Linked DNA regions of Gossypium hirsutum: all the other regions are linked to region 2. A link is a contact called in public Hi-C data. All regions are on one chromosome and are shown on one strand. The core of a region is the stretch at or near the end of the contact, and the rest is flanking DNA. Distances in the headings are between cores, read along the strand shown.

Region 1 (3,217 bases), core at 417-2,916, 240 kb after region 2:
TCATCTAAATGAATAAACTAATATGCCATCGAATAAGATAAAATCAAAGGATTTATACAATAATTTTTTAAAAAAATTCAGGAATTGGGAATTTAGGATAATAAATTGAGAATTGACAATTGAGAATAACAAATTCAGAACAATAAATTGAGAATCAAATTGTGAAAATTGAAAGTTGAATTGAAAAAAAAAAGAGAATTGAAGGGTTTATATAGGAAAAAAGTAGCGGTTTGGATTTTTTGCCCGTTGGCAAATGTTATTGTTGCACATAAAACGTGTCCTACAGGGTGCTCTTTTATTGATCTGCCAAATAAAACACGCCACATATGTCACATTTTTAGGAAAGAGAAGAAAACGCGTCCTATATAGCGTGTTGTTCTTAGTAGATCAGTGAAAATACATTTTTTCTCTCTCCAAAAATAATATAAATCGATAAATTTTTAGAGAATGGTATATATATATATGTAAATTGGCCCATTAAAAGAATAAATAAAATAAATATATTATTAAAAATTTATAAGATACACGAAAGAGTAATGATACCAACAAAAAAAAATTGTAAGACAATCAATAAATTCAGAAACCTTTTAAAGCTAAAAAAGTAAAGTCTCTTTGTCTCCCTATCCTATCTTAAGCTAAGTTTTTTGTTTTGAACTTCCTCAAGCTATGTCTTCAATCTTCATAACTCAGCATTTTTATAACTCAAAAATAACTTCAATCAATCCCAAACACCTTTATGACTCAAAAATGGCTTCCACTGTCCATTTGTTGCCATCTAAATCCCCTTCGTCTTCCATGGAAGACCCATCTACGAAAGCCACCAAGGGTAAGCGAGCGTCGTACTAGGCCCATCTCAAACCGATCCTTGCTCGGAATCTAGAGAGCAATCATATTCCTTGTGCAATGCAGTCTTCATCGCCTCAAATCTTCCATAATCGCTGCTGAGCACTTAAAAGAACAACTGCTGCTCCAATTCTTTGCTCTGTAGGGATTTTGCTTTGATTTTGAAATATAGGGTTCTAAGATTTTTAGTTTTTTTTTTCAAGTTTTAAGGTTTAGGAAATTTGATCTAGAATTAGGACTTGGGTTTCAAATCATGTATAAGGTTTCACAAAATCACAAATGAATTTTAGGATATCAGTGTTCAGGTTTGAAGGAGTTATTGTATGTAAACAAATTTTGTACATATTCTATACAAATTAAATTTGAGTTTGGACTTTTATCAATTATTTTGCTTTCTGGGTTTGTGCAGATGAATTGTATTTTTAGTTTGAAAATAATTTTTCTATTAAGTAAAAGAATCTAGAGCAGGAGAGTGAAGATGGGGTTCTTATTTTTTTATTTATTAATAATTTTAACCTAAAAAAATGAAAGGTAAAATTTCTATCAAGTCCCTCTTTCTGTCTTTCGTGACTGTTTTGCTTTTGTTTGTGGCCCACTGCCACGTGTCTCTTTATTGATTGTTCACGTGTCATATTATGTCAGAAACTACCAATGTTAGATCCGAGTACACAATGATAGACTGAAGAAAAGTACAGGTATCAAGATAATAAATTAAAAATGTAGGTACTACATTGACAATTTCGTTAATGTACAGAGGTAAATTTTGCTATTATCCCTCTATTTTTTATTATAAAAAATAAAAAAAAGTATTTCTATTTCATAAAGAAAGAGAGAAAAGAATTGTTGGGTTGAGAAAAGGTTGATATGGAGCGAGGGGGGACCCGGCCCGACCCAGAAGATGCCCTAAACCCTCTCTCAGCTCTGTTGGTTTTACGAGGTTTGTTGTGGCAACTGGCACTGTAAAGCCAAGACTGAAAAGAAAACACCATCGTCAACCTCAACCTCGCTCGCTCACTGCTTGAGATCCTCAGCTGTTCAAAACTTTTCAACTCAATAACCTAATGGCTGATAAGCCAGTTTATGAAGAAGCCTCCATCGACGGCCAACCACCCAAGCTTGCCTCGATTCCCGCCAGCGACACCACTGTCTGGGCCGACGCTTCGCCTCTCCTTCAAGCCGCCTGTGCAGGTTCTATTTCTCCCTCTTTTCTCCCCCCTTAAACCTCTGTTTGGTTCTCGGGAAAATAAAAGTCAAAAAAGGAAAACCATTTCCTTTTTATATTTGATTAGGAGATCTAACAGCGAATCCCTAAACCCTATTGCTTGTTGAGTAAAATTTTTCAGTTTCTTTGGTAACTGAAGTGTGGAAAGTTATTGTTTTTTTGTAGTAGAGAAAATAAATAGGGGAAAGAGAAGGTATTAACTTTATGAAAGCTATGGCTTTCTCCCTTTTATTTATGATCACCCAAAGCAAGAAAATTATTATCGAATCATAGTTTTTCTTTAAGTAACTATAAATCTTATCATTGCTGTTGTGAAGCTATGCCAAATATAGAGAGAAAATGTGGGTGCATTCATGTGATGATTAAGACCTTATTTGTTTAGTTTTTTTTTATTTCTGGGTTTCGCTTTATCACTTAGCTATTCAGCAATGCTTGGTGATCACAGGTCTTAGAGATGGAGAGCTCATTCATGGGGACAATTTCAACCTTTTTGCTGCCATGTCTGCTTTAGAGGTGTTGATACTTGATACTTCTTGGTTATTGAATGATAATTGATCTTTTGTAATTTTCTTGGAAGTTATCATTATCTTAGTTAAGATGATAATTGATCTTTTGTTTTCTTTTTAGGTTTACTTTTCTCTGCCATTTATGCTTTTACAACTTGATTTGTACATTGTCAGTGTTTGAGCTATTAACATATTTCCAAATGAGGGTCTGTTGCAATGGTCACTTAGACACTTGAATGCTTGATCCTATTCTCAAACATCAAGTGATGTCTTTACTAACATAAATCTGACATAAACAAAAAAATACCTCCATTTAATATGTATTAAATTGACTTTATTTTATTTTATTGCCAGTAAAGCCTTGACAATAGTGGCAAAGGTTGAGGCCTTGGGTCCTGAGTACCCAGGTTTGAGTCCTTCCATGTGCAATTGCGCATGTGTGGGTTTTAGTTTGGATTATTTCTTGTTCTTTGTCAGTTTGTGTGTTGTAATGGTTTGATTCTACTTTGTAGTTCCTCGGACATGTACACTTGTAATTATACAGTACTTGTAAAAGTTCTTTCTTTCAAAAAAAAAAAAGACTTTATTTTTCTTGCTACTTTAAGTTTTCCCTATATATGTTTTCTACGTTTGAACTAAATTAGCT
Region 2 (3,388 bases), core at 194-2,693:
TTCTTGTTGAAATGGACATGTCCTCATTTCCTAAAATGCTAAAATTCAAACAAGAAGATATACCCTATCCTTAACTGTTAAGATAGTCATAATGGTTTTCCAAATATTCTTTTGATGTTAAACACATTAAAGAAAAACCAATGTTCTTGCTGATATTCTATCTAGACCCTTTGAAAATTTCATGATAATGCCTTCATCATCAAAATCCAAGAAAACTCAACCTCCGCCTGTTTCTTTTTCTATACCTTACCTTCCAAATTCTCACCCAAAACATCCTCCAGAAGTGTTGAGTATAATTATGGAAAAAAAGATTCCACAAAGAGGCCAGAAATATAATGCTTTCTTATCAGCTGAGTATCTTTCGAGATTTTAGTGGGCTATTTCTTAAACCATTGGAACTTCAGGAAGAATATCCATTCATTCATCCACTTAAAATTCAATTCACTGAATTCCTTGATGAATTAAAATGGATGATGTGGTATTTGACACACCTGTTTCATATTGGGGTAGAATTCTTCATTGAAGATATTTTACATTTTCTGGCTATGGCTGCCCAAGATGAAATTAGTCCGGAGATGAAGAATTTAGCGATTTTTTAAAAATGGTTTTACCTTTTAGAACAATGGGTTGACATGATCATGAGAGAATAACTCAAAGATACAAGGGCACAATATATTGTGATTATTTTTTACAAGCCTCAGTATTTTATGCAGAATGGTCCATCAACACAATTAGGGTCATTCCCTAGTGCCTGGATACACAAGACATATTTTTCAGAGGTTAGTTCAAATCCTTATAATTATAATGATTTACAAAAATATTTGTGCCAAGTAAATAGAACTATTCCAGCAGACATATGGCCTCCAGGAGATGTATTAGCACCATGGGATATAAAATTGAGCCACCAACACCTTATTAAGAACAGTTGAAGAAGGCATTAGAAGAATACCAGTCAAACATACCAGATCCAAAATAATGGTCACAAGACTATCCATGGTTTTCTAGTAATGCCATTCAAAATAAGCCAGCTTGGACTAATTCGCAGGAAAAGACATCACTTATGAATGAAGAAGACAATTTTTACAATTCAAGTGATGGTCTTGAACAACAGATTGAACAGACGGAGATAAAGTGCTACAGAGTTAAAGAAGAAAAAACAAAGATGATAGAAGAACTGAACGTCACTTCTGATGTCAGCATAGGCTATGAAAGTGATTAGACGTGATGTTTCATTATGTTTGTTATATAAGTCATAAATTAGATGTGATGTTTCGCTATGTTTTTTATATGAGTCAAGAAAGTAGGCTTGTTTCTTATGAAAAAGTATAAGTCAAAAAAGTAGGTATAAAAATATGAGTCAAAAAATATATTTGTCTTTATATGAGTCATAAAAATAGTTTATTTTTTTATGTAAAAGAGATTCCTACTTATGAGGTTTGCTTGTAAAAATTAGGATAATTTTTATGTCAATTATATTCGCTTTTATTTTTAGTTTTTTTAGTAAGAATGAAATTTTAAATAGAAATAATCTGATCTATACAAATTTTTTTTAGTGGAGAGTAAAATCCAGTCTCAGCTCCTCTTGCTACATGTAAGTTCTATTCCCCCACGGTAACTCCACTAAAATGGTTTTATAATCTCTAAACCTCCATAACCTATTGGCACATCCGTGTGAACCACCTTAGAATCAAGCACCATTTGGTTGGAGGCTGCAATATGATTAGTGATATCATGGTCTGTAGAACTATAAACCATGCATAATTTCTTTTTCTCTGATGTTGAAGCATGCTTTGCTTCTTCAGTGTCTGGGAAAGTGAGATTATAGCTGGTTTATAGCCCACATGTAAATGGGCTGTGACTATCCGAATTAATTTTGTTCGGCTTTTGAAGCTTTCAAATATTCTTCACCTTCCTTACACTGCTCACCCATTTTTCACTTCATTTCTTCTATTTCCCTCAAAAATTTTCGTTTCCCGGACATTGATTCGCTATTTCCTTTGATAGATTTATTTTCGTTTCGGACGTAATTCAGGAGACAGCCACATTGCTCTCAACATGTTTGATTTTATGCCTGAACAAGCTCCAATTATCCTACCGTGACTTCTACATAAACCATAAACCCTAATTTATATACTCATTCACCGGTAGTAGTAAAAAACAAATCGCCAATTTACTAATGGCAACAGCTAGTACTGCGAGTAGAATAACAAGGAAAATAGTGATTGCAGTGAAGAAAGCAGCAAGTAGAAATAAAGGATGGTACGACCTCCACATGGCTGCGGCCTCAGGTGCCATTGCTCAACGACTTCCATTGGTCGATCTCGTAGCTGAGATCAGAGACGCCAGGGTATGCTTCTTTTATTTTCCATGATTCTTTCTTGCAAGATGAAACTTATAAATAAATTTGTTGACTGCATTAACCTTACAGATTCCTTTATCATCTGAAAATGAGCTGTTGAGAGACTTCCCCGCTCTTTCTAAACGAATTGTTGTGATGAACAAGATAGACCTCGCAGACCAAACACAAGTAAAGGTTGCTATTTGTTTCTGTGTTTCTTTTTTATTTGCCTTTCATTTCGATTCCAAATTCCACTGTTTCTGTACTAGTATTATTATGTCATAAAGTCCATTTCAGTTGGAGAATTCACATAAAACCATAGTAAATACTTGGGTAAAAGTGTCGTGGAAGAGCTGGAGTAAATTGCATTTTACTTCATCTACTGAAAAATTAGTATGTTAGTCCCTATAGGTTAATCAAAAACCAAATTGATTATTTCTTTTAAAAATATCATTTCTATTGTTAAAAGTTAGTGTCACTAATAAAATAACTAGATAATGATATGTGTGGTACACCCTGCTGTTGACGTACAATGAATAAATTTTAACCATAAAATGAATAAAATTTTTAATAAAATGATCAAATTTTTAATAAAATGATCAGTTTATTATTTGATTTAATGTAAAAAACTAACTTATTCATTTTTTTAGCATATGAGTCAAAATACAATTCAAACTTCTAGTACAAATTGTTTCATGATTATTTTACCTAAATACTTTGCACAGCTGTAGATAGGTGAACATTTTAGAATATTTATAAAATAAAAGTCAATACTTTAAGATTTTAATTTTTTTATTTAAGATAAGGTTTTTTTAAAAAAAAAAAAGAGTAGTCATTTGATGCGAAATTAAAAAAAATTAAAATGTAAATTACATATCCTTAACTCATATATTAAAGTTGGATTGTTGATAGTTTTTAATGGAGCTAATGTTTGATTAACTTATTGTAACAACTTTGTCAACTCTTTTAATAATAATATTAGATAGATATAAATAATCTTTATAAATGTCATTTAATTAGAAAAACTACCCTACACCTTTATGGCTATGT
Region 3 (3,466 bases), core at 56-2,555, 160 kb after region 2:
TAATTCCCTTACTTTTATCTAGAAACTAATCTCCCATTCTTTAATATTGGAATCTATTGAATTGATAGAAAATAAAGTCATATTTCTCAATGCAAATCCTATGTGACATGATTAGCTTTGGAATGATGTTTCTTTTTTTTCTCTTTTTATTTTAAAGCGATAATGGGTTATTTAAATAGATGTGACGTAGGTTAGGGTTTTATTTCTCTTTTTCTTATTGTGTTGTCAATACTATTTAGGATGAATATAAATTTTTATTTTGTATAGATTATATTTATATGTTAGAAAGTTTTTATATTTGATATTTATTTTAGATATCTATTTAAAAAATCTCAAAAAAGTTAGAGTTTTTCATTTTAAAATATTTTATCAAAAAAATAGGAGGTTAAGTTTTCAAAAAAAAACAAGAAATTTGAAAATGTATGAAAAATAAATTTGGCTCCTCAAATTATATATTTTGTTTAAATAAACCCTTAAACTATTTTTTTATAGTTAAATAAATCCTTAACTTTTGATATTTACATATAAAAGTCATTGATTATAATGTTAAAGTAAAAGTATTTTGAATTTCAAACTCTTAATTTAATTTTTTGTTGATGCAATAAAAATTATATACACTTTAACATCAACATAAAACTTTAACAAGTAAATTGATTTTTTTTTAAAAGTATTAATTGCGATATGTATATATAGATTTTTCAAAAGAGTGGTTAATTATGATATTTATATAAGCACTTTCAATAAATTTTAAAATTTTATTTTATTTTACTTTCAAAAAATATTTTTTATTTTTATTAATAAACTATTTTCATCAAAGTCACATTAATAAATTAAGTTTTTAATTTAAAAATACCTTTTTAATTTAATATTAAAATAAAGGACTTTCATGAGTAAAAATAATAGGATAGATACTTATTTCAGTAAAAAAAATAGTACAAGATCTTATTTAAACAAGATATAATAGTTTAGGGGTTTTTTTTTGGATATTATCTAATAAAGTTTTTATTAATATTTTAATTTGTATAATTGGGTTTAGTTTAAGTCTATTGGGTTTAATTTTTAGTTGGGTTTGTGTTTAAATGTATATTTAGGTCTATTGAATTTGATTTTAAAAATATATTAAAATGATAGGTATTTTAAATTCGATTAACTCCACTGTAAACCAATAATTTGAGATTAGGAAACCGATTTGACCCAATTTTTACAAAGCCCCTAGTTTTGGGAATCTTATAAGTGGTGTACTGATGACAGAGGTGGGCCTTATGTCTTCTTTGTTTGATCATATGGGCCATTCCTTTTGTATTTCAATCTTCGCCTGGGCTTTGTCGTTTAATCTTCAATCTCAATTCTTATGGTAGCAGTAGAGGATCAAGAGACAGAGTTAAATGGTTTTAGCTCAAAGAAATCAAGCAAAGCCAGAGATTGCTGTTGAAACTTGGTCTCGCCCGTTTAGATGAAAAGCATTTGTTGGCAGTAAGTTGCTCCATCTTTTTCTTTTGTCCCCCCCCCCCCGCCCCCCGGTTTCCAACTTATGATTGTATTGATCAACACCCTATTGGTCAAGATCAACCACAAAATTTTTGTTAGGAACTTTTGTTGCTATATTCCCCCTCCCCCCTTTTATCTACCCTTAAACGTTTCTCTTTGCTCATACAGAATTGAATGAATTTCTTCTTACTATAATGGGTTTGCCTTGATTTTTCATTTAATGGCGTCTGTGATTTGATGGGTTTAGGTTATATTTTTCGGATCTCAGGTCTTGCTCACTTCCATGTAAAGCAACTATCTGAATTGAGTATTTCATATGTTTTTTTCTTTAATTCTTATATATTGTGGATAGGGAATTTCTTACTTTAGTGTAAAAAGTCATACTTATTGTAATTTTGTGTTTTACTGTTGTTCTTTGCAGAAACATTTGGTTGCCCTCTTTCTTTTGAGGGAAAATCTGATTGCCTCGTTTGGTTGTTTGGGAAAAGAAATCAAGGAAAATGGTATTTGAATTAATCTCTTACCTCCCCTTCCACTGCTAGATTGTGCATGTAGTTCACCAGAGTTCTAAATATGATTTTTTGGTTCATTCATTTAGAATTCGTTATTAAATGCCAGGTTTATCACTCTAGTTTTGTTGGTGAGGAAGGAATTACTAAAGCTTGTGGCTTCCCTTTACTTCCTTTGAAAAGCCATATAAAGGGTCCTGCTCCTGTTTCAGATCAAGGTTGGATTATATAACCTTCATTAGGTAGTTCTCAATATTATATTCTTCCTTAATTTTTGAGTTGGTAATTCAAGATGGTATTTTGCAGGTAAAACTGATATTGTTGATGAAGCGATCACATTCTTTCGTGCCAATGTGTTCTTTAGAAACTTTGATGTTAAGAGCCCTGCAGATAAGCTCCTTATATATTTGACTTTCTACATAAATGTGGCTTTGAAGAGGCTTGAGGGCTGTAGGACCTTGGCTGAAGGGACCAAGGCAATCATTAACTTAGGCTTGGAAAAAGTTCCCGTACCTGGAGAATCTGGTTTTCCTTTTCCGGGGCTCTTTGTGCTCCCACAGTCTCAAAAGGAAGCAGGTAAATCTCTTACTATCTTCTTTTTCATTTGATATATCATATATGTGACATTGATTACTGAAGTATTGGGTACTTGTGAAGCATGTTCCAAGCATCGTAGTGAGTTGTACTGAACCCTTTTAGTTAGCTAGCTGCCTCTTTGTACTTAAATCTTTTTCTTGTCTTCGGGCAACTATAGATCGACTTGTTTTTGCATGGAATATTGAGAATTATGCAAATAAAATGTACTTTCTACTTTCCAGTTATTGTTTCGTATAACATGTGATGCAATCCTTCTTGACTTTGTGGCTTATGCTCATCTTAACTTGAAGGATCAAGTAGTTTAAAAATCCTCACTTTTGGTCAACATGAAAATGTTGTCTGTTGTTTTTTCGGATATTGCTTTGTCTATCAGTATGCTGCAAGTGTTGTAGGAGGTTTGCAATGCTTGGAATATTTTTGTAAAACTTTTCATTTCTGTCTGCTACAGCAAATTCTTGATCCTTTCTGATGTTACATTAACCACTTCAAGTACCAAATTTTTGATAACTTGGTACCATATAATTCATTGCTTTCTTAAATGCAGAACTACTTAGGAATTATCTGAAGCAAATCAGAGAAGAAACGAGTGGGAGACTGTTGAGTGTCGCGTATAGGCCCAATGGAACTCCAAATAAATGGTGGTTAGCTTTTGCGAAAAGAAAATTTATGAATATAATTATTCCATGAAATGAAAAACGTTGTATATTGAATCAAAAGTAGAATGCAAAAGCCTACCAAATATTATATGTTTTGAAATGCCTGTAAAACAATTAACATGTACATTTCATCACTTCCTTTTGATGGAAATTCATGTGTTTGTCATCTTGAATGCTTCATGAGACAAAGGAGCAGAAAAGGATCATTTTAAGCTT

What was found. A called contact is a pair of places that touch in the nucleus more often than the background predicts.
Region 1: a Hi-C map of leaf shows a contact between it and region 2, with 1.7 times the contacts expected there. The contact joins the promoter of LOC107912453 here to the promoter of LOC107912527 in region 2. A contact is called at or near these places in 7 of 34 Hi-C or Micro-C datasets (hypocotyl, leaf and seedling).
Region 3: a Hi-C map of leaf shows a contact between it and region 2, with 1.9 times the contacts expected there. The contact joins the promoter of LOC107912481 here to the promoter of LOC107912527 in region 2. A contact is called at or near these places in 13 of 34 Hi-C or Micro-C datasets (anther, callus, hypocotyl and 2 more).

What each region holds. Positions count from the first base shown.
Region 1 is chrD08:23,670,060-23,673,276 of Gossypium_hirsutum_v2.1, reverse strand. It overlaps LOC107912453 (N-alpha-acetyltransferase 35, NatC auxiliary subunit), which reads left to right and starts at 1,666. Exons shown (of 16, transcript XM_016840641.2): 1 at 1,666-2,031; 2 at 2,511-2,578. The coding sequence starts at 1,905.
Region 2 is chrD08:23,911,770-23,915,157 of Gossypium_hirsutum_v2.1, reverse strand. LOC107912527 (DAR GTPase 2, mitochondrial) reads left to right here and starts at 1,443. Exons shown (of 8, transcript XM_016840739.2): 1 at 1,443-2,347; 2 at 2,429-2,533. The coding sequence starts at 2,177.
Region 3 is chrD08:23,755,527-23,758,992 of Gossypium_hirsutum_v2.1, reverse strand. LOC107912481 (actin-related protein 2/3 complex subunit 3) reads left to right here and starts at 1,305. Exons shown (of 8, transcript XR_005917237.1): 1 at 1,305-1,473; 2 at 1,910-1,991; 3 at 2,107-2,215; 4 at 2,304-2,573; 5 at 3,139-3,232.